Regions from separate parts of the Macaca mulatta genome. Here region 2 is linked to region 1. Evidence: chromatin contacts called from public Hi-C data. All regions are on one chromosome and are shown on one strand. Each heading gives the region's core, a stretch centred on a gene start, on an enhancer-like site or on the middle of the called end of the contact. The rest is flanking DNA. Distances are from core to core; before and after follow the strand shown. Region 1 has its middle 550 kb from the start of PRKD1. Region 2 has its middle 410 kb from the start of PRKD1.

Evidence for each region. Hi-C and Micro-C count contacts between places; a contact is called where the count stands out from the background.
Region 2: a contact with region 1 is called in a Hi-C map of fetal cortex germinal zone, with 3 times the contacts expected there. The contact joins two enhancer-like sites. A contact is called at or near these places in 2 of 14 Hi-C or Micro-C datasets (fetal cortex germinal zone and fetal cortical plate).

The regions. Positions count from the first base shown.
Region 1 is chr7:102,495,741-102,500,222 of T2T-MMU8v2.0, forward strand. No RefSeq gene overlaps it. Among named protein-coding and RNA genes, the nearest start is that of PRKD1, 550 kb to the right of the region's middle. Within about 2 kb of position 1,996, at least 9 of the 40 cell types and tissues checked have an H3K27ac peak or open chromatin away from gene starts, as enhancers often do. A contact at or near this core is called in fetal cortex germinal zone, where this site is marked.
Region 2 is chr7:102,636,821-102,641,302 of T2T-MMU8v2.0, forward strand. No RefSeq gene overlaps it. Among named protein-coding and RNA genes, the nearest start is that of PRKD1, 410 kb to the right of the region's middle. Within about 2 kb of position 2,456, at least 7 of the 40 cell types and tissues checked have an H3K27ac peak or open chromatin away from gene starts, as enhancers often do. A contact at or near this core is called in fetal cortex germinal zone, where this site is marked.

The DNA of each region.
Region 1 (4,482 bases), core at 746-3,245:
GTGTATCAATAATTATGCCAAATCCATCCAACAGTTGATTGAGGTGTTTTCAGTTTGATATGGGTGTCAAAATGCGAACATTAACTTTATTCAGATCTTTGCCTGATGTGTTGAATGGGGGAAAAATCCATTCATACACCACGGATTCATCCTTAATACTGGAAATTAGAGAAAAGAATCTCAGATTCCATGCACATTTTCTTTGTGGTTACAGAGGTGACTTTGCCACCTGGCATGAGTTCATCCTCATTATGCCCTATTATATCTGTCAGAAGTAAAAGTTTTAAGAAGGATATAAATTTGTACAAATCTCACGTGATGCTGACAAAGAAATCATTTTTGTGACTCTAATTTGTTATCTATTTTGGAAAGAGTAATTATCCCTCAATAATAAAGTAAACGTTAAAAGGATATCCCCCACAGCCTCCTCTTCTTCAGGCCTTTCCTGATTTAATCTTATATGTTCATGCTATATCATGAGTGGCTGAGCTCCAATCAGAGAAAATTCAGTGATGGAAGCTCTTTACTTGGGCTTCCCACTATTTATGTGTGGTATTCCCAATTTGTAGCTGTATTTGCGCTGGAGCAGACAGAAATAACCAATGAAAAAAATAGGAGCAATACAGTTTTATATTTAAAGTAATGTCATGAGACACCAAGATAGTTAGTAATCCAGGAACGCTCAAATTATGTTTTTTAACTATAAAGTATAAATTTAGTGAAAAAGACTAATTTTTAATAAATAATAGACAAATACTAGAATGAAAAACATCACTTTATAAATTTACTAAGGGAGAACTTTCGGTGAGGTTATCATAATTTTATTTTATAATCATAAAACTTTTCAGGAAATAGGTTACCAATTTGATACTGTAGATAAATTAACCCCAGTCATATACATATTTTTTAAAATGCGAATTTTTGGCAATACAGTTGAGAAGCATTATTTTGTAATTGCATATCTTTCTGTGTCTGGAATTCATCCCCTGTAAAGTCCTCTGGCCATGGGTGGCAGTGGCCTTTGGTCAAAATCTAAACGTAAGTTCAACATCATCTTTTAATTTTGTGGTCTTGAGCTTTTGACCCAAAGAGGGGTTGGGGTTTCACTAGGGCAGGACTAAATGGAGCAAACACTTGTCTTTGGAGCCCAAGCACTGACCTTAAAGATGTAAAATGAATTGCCTGCTCCCAAGGTTATTGTTATAATCAGGTATGTGAAAATGAGCAGTAAGGATGTGAAGGAGAGAACGGAAGAGAGAGAGAGAGAGAGAACATTTCTTGGTTTGCTATAAGTATTTAGTACATATTTTATACTTTTTAATTTTATTTTTTAACCACATTCTGCTTTAAAAACTGTACATGGAAGAGTCAGGCTTCTGACTTTTAATGAATTGCTGTGAAATTTGGTTACATACATTACTCCAACCCTGTGAGGGGGGGACAATTATAGTTCATTATATGCATCTCAAGTTGTTTATTCATTATGATGCACAAGGATAGTTTAAGGACTTGTTTCTGCCAAGAGCTCCCCCCACCAAATAATTTCACAACAGAGTAAAAACACATGGACTTTATATAAAGTAAAAATAGAAGTGATATAAGGGTTGTATTTTTATAGCTGTATTTGAGTACATTTCAAATGAATGTTTGTTAAACAGGGGGAAAAATCAGACTGGCATTGTCGTGATTCTAAGCGAATTAGGTGAGGCAGGAACAGGAAGACTCTGAGTAGCTTGCATTTAATTAGCACTTACTGGTACAAAATAAATTAGACAGATTTGTCTTGTTTTATGAGCAAGATCCTGTTTTTCTATTTCATTTTCTTTGTGCTTTTGGTAAGGACGGATCTGGCGCTTTGGATACTAAATAGGCAACTAATTCAATTGGTGCTTTCTCCGAGGGTCTGCTTGCAAACCGGTGCCAGACTCACTGGTCCTTTGTGTACTGCCCGCCCTGCATGTGTCTGGGCTCCCCTGGCCAGTCCGTTTTTTTGTCTCTGATGGTTAATAAGCTTTGAGCCTAGTAGTCAAATGTGGTGGGAACGGGGACAAGACGAGGGTCCTTAGTGAAGGTGTTTGTTGTTAAATAGAACAATTCAGCTGTCTCTTTAGAAAACTTGACAAAAGGAAATGCTCCCTGCTGAAAATTTTCTTAGCCTGTTGCACAAAAGATGAAGTTTGTTTAAGAAATTGCTGCTAAAGAAAGCGTCAACCCATTAAGGTAATTATATGGAACCTGTGCCGTATAACAGCTTAATTGATGTTAATGTTTGTCTAATTGGTGATTGGGAGAGTGCAAAGGACTAAAGGTCTTCCGAGCACTTTCAGTCACGGCTCTGAAAGGGGCTCTTCTGGTTTTCACAGTTATAACAATGCCTGCGCGTCTTTCTCAGATTACGCCTTGTTTTCAGCCCCTTACAGCATTCTGCTCCACTACTTAAAGCGTAAAATAAGGGTGAAGAGCCATTGTCTAATGCAGCCTTTTTCAAAGAGTGTTTCTGACAGGGATTGTTCTAGGAATCAGGCAGGAGAGAAGGGAGTGTGAGAGGTGAAAGCCACTATCACCCACTTGTGTCACCTCCCCAATGAGCAGCAAGAGCCGCCTAATTGCTGCATCTGTTTTTTTTTTTTTCCTCCAAGCCTCCATTCTCTTAAACAAGATCCTTACACCGATGCCACATGTTCCTGTGGAATCTATCAAACAAAACAAAACAAAAAAACACCCCAACCTGGCTGACATTTTTTAAATTGGCATAAAAAGAACCGTTAGGAAAACATATATAACAATTAAATGCACGTGCAAAAATATATGAACTTTTCTGTTTCCTAAGATTTCACACATTGTATGGACACACTTACAAACAGAATTAGATAAAAGAATACATTGTGGGTACCTAAACACATGTATGTGACTTTTCTGTGTAAAGATACATGCATGGTTATTACATGGATACTTACACATGCAGACACAAATGTATAGATTTGGAAACCTTGCTTTTGTTTCCATATGAGAAAGCCATTTAAATGTGTCATCCATCTTTGTGTTTTTTTTTTTTTAAAGTCATAGTAAACACCGTTGATCCAGGTTATAAAACTCAACTGCTTAAATATTTTACATTCCTAGATAAACTGATTGAAGAGCCAAGATTTGTCTTAAAAAAAAAATTCTCAGCTTACACACTCATTCATTCGCGCGTGCAGAGACACACACACACAATGCATTTAACATACCCACCCCCCGCCCCGCACCATCCTGCAAAGTTATAGTTCTCAGGCTTTTGAATTTTTATGTTTTACATTCCTATATTTAACAGATTGATATTTTCCTGTTTGTTCTCTTTAAGATTTCTTTTCTACATACAGAGTGTATTCATGTGCTATCCTAATGAGGAAATGACGAGTTTTTATCAACCTTATTAAACATACACCCAGAAGATATCCATTTGAATAAGGGGCCAATTACTAAGTGTGTCTTCAGTTAGAAAGAACTTAGCTTTTACCTTGTACTTTGGCTCTCCATGTCTCTAATTAATTGAATCTTGAAATCGTTGGACTTTCAGCTTAAGAGAAGACTGAAGAAGGGAACTTAACAACACTGCCTATTCCTTTATGTCTAGAACAGGCTGAAAAAAAAAAAAAAAAAAAAAAACACCTGTAATGCTAAAAGACTCAGGCTTTTGTCTGTTTCTAATATTACTTTTCTGCCTAATTGCCATCACTGCCACGTACATTAGGCCCTTTTTCAGCAGGGTTAAAACAGGGCCAGTGATGAATGGAAAACTGATTGTACTGCTGTCAAACTTGAATGTGAGGCTTATTCTAGAGATAGAAGTATGAGGAAAAGGACAGAGAATTGCACTTCATTAAAGCTCTACCAAGCTGATTGGAGTGGAGGAGGTAATTGAGATTTAAAGTGGCATTCCCATCACACTGTCCCTTTTTCAACTTAACAACTGTCATTCAAGCCACATAGGGCAACAATTGGCCAGATTTCCCAGCTCTTCTGAGTAATAAAACAGACACTCACCTTCTGGCTATTCGTTTTACTTACTTTGTTCTAATTTCCAATTCATGTGTCATTAGTGAACGAAGATTGACAAGAAATAGCTTTGACCTCACAGATTTGACCTTCAACCCCAAAGACCCAACTCCAGTCTGAACATAGGTTGGAATATGCTAAGAAACACCTTTCCTTTGCACAAGAATGAATGGCAGTTTTTTCATCATTGTACCACCCCCTGCTTGCCACTACATTTAGACTATGAGACATGTCAACTGCCTGTCACAATTACAATAGACACAGCAAACCAGAATTTTCCCCAAATCCAAGGGGAACTTCCTGAACAAAGAGTAAATTTTATTGCACAGATTTTGGAGACCTCCAATTTGTAGAGCCATAATGAATGCATCCCACAGACAAATAGGTAGTTGTTAATTATCCCAGCAATTTCTTTTTTTAATGTGCTAACAACACAGCACGCTA
Region 2 (4,482 bases), core at 1,206-3,705, 140 kb after region 1:
CATGTATTGGTTATATTTCACATCTAAATTTCAAACAGTGGTTATAGTAAATAGTATTTGTGTATTAAAGACCGAATCTATTTTATAATATTGTGGGTACATAGTTATGAAGCAGCATAATAATTTATATTACCAGAATTGACCTCCTTAGACTCAAATATGTGTGTGTATATGTATATATATATACATATATAGAGAGAGAGAGAAAGAGAGCACTCTGGCCTTGAGTGCACTTGGCCGTCATAACTTCTGTATTGATAATACCAGCAGAGAAAGACTAGTTAACTTAGTTGTAGGGTATAATATATGCAAACATAATAAATCCTTTTTCTCTGATTTTGTATTTCTTTTTTTTCATGGTCATGTAGGTACAACAATAGTTTCCTTTGCTCTTAAAATTAAATGTGGATTTTGGAAATCATTATGGGAAAGTAATAAGATAATTCACTAGGGCAATATTAAATATAAAATATGTGGTTTTATCAAAAGAAGATAATGTATTAAGTAGTAGAAAAATATATACATATATAGGTATATGTATGTGTGTATATATATTTGCCAGTTTATAACCTTATTTTCTATATTGATTTTTATAGAGAAACGAAGTCATTGATTCTAAGAACTTTGGAATCATTGAAGGCTTTTGGAGGGAGGAATGGACAGCAATAAAACTGTTAAGATCAAAATGATTTAAAATTTGAGGTGATATACACCTCAAGATAATTTTTGATTTAACCAAAATCACAGTAATATGTATCATATTATTTATAGTAAGTCTAATCAGTGAATCTCATTATAAAGCTACCCATAATTTAGTGTACTTAAAACATAAATGTGGTGTCATTTAACTGCTGACAAACCAGTTTTATTGACAGAAATAGCATGAGTTAAAAGAAGGATCTTGAAAAGTTTACAGCTTTATTTTTTCAAGCACCACAAACTAATAAGCAAAAACATATGAATTAGATAAAATACTTCATTAAGTTACTTTTATTGGGTAAGTCAATGTGATATGATTACATTTCAGAGACATTTAATTCTTCATCATATAAAATCACATTGATGTTTGGTTATATTTTCTCTTCTGGTGATGTAGCCATTCAAACTATTTTACTCATATCAAAGCAGAGATATTATGAAGTTAAAACTAAAGTCATTTTCATCAAAGCTAATCATAAATTTTATTTTCTTAAGTGTCTCCCAGAGTATTCACATTGCAGGTCTGTAAAGGAGACTCTTAAAAGTACTCTCTGGTCTTGGGTTCTAATTAGAAAGAATCCCATTAAACGTGGGAGCATTGCCGTGATGATAGTCAGGAGAGCAAAAACAAAAACACTCACATTTGGTTCATGAGGCTTTGGATGAACCCATTGAACACTGGTATTTTAGGAAGGTATTTCTTACTGTTGAAAGTATAATTGGCCATTCATTACTTAGATGACCAGCTTCACAGTGGTTTGCACCCATTTGTATAACTTATGTAAATGCATAAATGCTTCCTTTGAAATGACATAAAACCTAAATCACTCCATAAACTAATAAATGATAGTTGCTCGCTATCTTGTACACAGTTAGCTTTTTATTGGTTAAAAAAAGTAGGTGAACATCACAGATGCAAAATGTTTGTTGTTAAGAATGTGTGTTTACAGGTGTGGAATACCCTAAGGATGGGTAGAACTGATACCCTGCTGCAGGTGCAGACTTTAATAAACAGGAACTTGTCTTTCCTCTAATCACTTCTCTCCCTTATCATGCTTTTGGATTATCTCAATTCACATTAAGTATCACTTGTGCATAAAGCATATACAGTGTACTATATTTATTTAGGTATACATGTGACTAGATCTTCTATGAATAAAACCCAAAATGCATTCACATGAGAAAATGGAGTGGTTTAATTTAAATATTTTAGGAGTGCTAGAATACTAATAAACATCTGGAAGAACAGATAAAACTAGATAAATGTTTAGCCTTGTTATGAGTAACACACTAGCATACGATTAGGTTTATAATGGTTGTAATTTAACAAAACTGTTGTATGAAATATTTTGTTTAGCATTCATTAAAAACTGTTAATGCACTTGTGTTTTTCATGGACTAAATTTTTTGCAGCAGACGCACGTTATTAGTATAATACAAATATGCTAAAAAGCAAACAGTTTGGTGTTAAAATGTTTTAAGTAGGATTGTGAAAAGAAATTTTACACCAATCTTTATTTTTTTTCATTTTTACAGGGAAATTTTTACCACAAATTCCATATTTTAATGATATTATACCAACTCTATTTTTTAAACTCATTTTGTCACTGTTTTGTAACAGAAACACTGTAAATATTATAGATGTGGTAAACTATTATACTTGTTTTCTTATAAATGAAATGATCTGTGCCAACACTGACAAAATGAATTAATGTGTTACTAAGGCAACAGCCACATTACATGCTTTCTCTTTCACAGTAGGCAGCAGAGCATATGGTTTTCTCTTAATGGAACGCTAGCTTCTCATTAACATACCAGTAGCAGTGTCAGAACTTACAAACCAGCATAACAGGGAGATGGAAAAACTTATAAATTAGACCCTTTCAGTACTATTGAGAAGGAAATGACTGATGTTCTAAGGTACAATATTTAGCTAATACTGTGCCCTTTTCTGCACCTTCTTTCCACAAAAAGAAACTTTTTTCTTATAATAAATATAAATATAAATATTGAAGTGCAAGTTATTTTTACCCTGCTTCTAAGAGTGATTGGCACCCTGATTTTGATAACTCTTCTTAAAAATAATATTTCATTGCCTTTTTGCTCACAGTATGTTTCAAACAGCTGTATTTTCACCATTCCGTTTCAATACAGAGAAGCAGTTGAAATACAAAACTAATTTTCTTATCTTCCTAAAAGAGGAAATCCGTAAGGTAAACACAAAACGAACATGTGAAGGAAACCCTTTATTTTCTGAAGGCTAAGGCCGACCACGCCAATAGCGGAAGTGGAGCCGCCAAGAGGTCATGATTGGTAGTGAAGGGAAGAGAGGAATTTTATTTAATCCCCATTTCAGCGCGTGTGGTTTAAATCATATTTAGCCATCTCATAATAATCACCGTGATTTAAATTGATCATCCAATTTTTTTATTTATTTTTTAAGCTCCTTCTCATTGAGAATTCAGCTGTATTTGAGGAAAGAACGTATCAATATCATGTCCTAAAAGACACATTTTAAAAGTTAAACCTATAGGTACGACATAGAAATTATACTTACATATGGATAACAAAACTTCACATTCCATAAATTTCATAAACTGAAGTAGTTTTATCATCTACATTTTTAATTTTTTTATTTTTTACTTTTTATTTTTATTTATTTATTTATTTATTTTGAGATGGAGTCCCGCTCTGTCGTCCAGGCTAGAGTGCAGTGACGCGATCTCGGCTCACTGCAACCTCCGCCTCCTGGGTTCAAGCAATTCTCTGCCTCAGCCTCCCGAGTAGCTGGAATTACAGGTGCTTGGCACCACTCTTGGCTAATTTTTGTATTTTTTTAGTACAGATAGGGTTTCACCATCTTGGCCAGGCTGGTCTTGAACACCTGACCTCATGATCCACGCGTCCTGGTCTCCTAAAGTGCTGGGATTACAAGAGAGAGCCACCGCACGCAGCCTATATTTTTACATTTTTATAGCATTTACTTATAATTAAATAATTGAGTGCTACAATAGTGAAATATAAGGTTCTGAAAAAGTTGACCTATGTTTCAGGGTTATTGGATAGTAATTGCCAGAAAGGAAACAGATGTATTAATCCTCTGATAGCCAAAAACCTGAGGAGATAACAAAGTGAATTGGTGGTTCTTTCCAAACACTTTAATGTCTACACTAGTTCAATTCACTGAATGAAAAATTTTACTTCTAAGAGTCTAGTCATTTATAATACTATGCTCTTTCTGTAAACATGTTTGTAGCTGTATCTTTCAGAGCTGCAGATAACGATGAATGACAAGAATAACTTTTAAAAGAATGTCAGGAATATATCAATAATACAAATATTATTTGACTCAACCATAAAAACATAAAGAAACTTTCTAATCATTATTATCCTGCATAAGTAATGCAATAATATACGTAGCATTCTAAAAACTTATTTTCTCTTTGAAGGAGTTCAAAATTTAGCTGAATTGTGAGGATTATTCAATGTGAGCATATCTGTGACTTAGCTCATTTTTTGTGAATACCTGAAGACACAGAACCAGGAATCAATAATGTGTAGAAAGGTATCCAGGTAACATTCCCAGGGGTATCATCAGCCTGATCTCCTAGGAGTTGAACCCCAGTGTTTAAAATTTTGGAACTTACTTATTTTCCTTTCACAAAGACAAAATTATTAATTCTGTTCACAGAAAGTTCTTTCCTTTTCCCTTCCACCATAAAACATCACAGTATGTTTATTTCATAAATCGTTCTCTTTTTCCCCTTGCCTCAAACTTTGCCA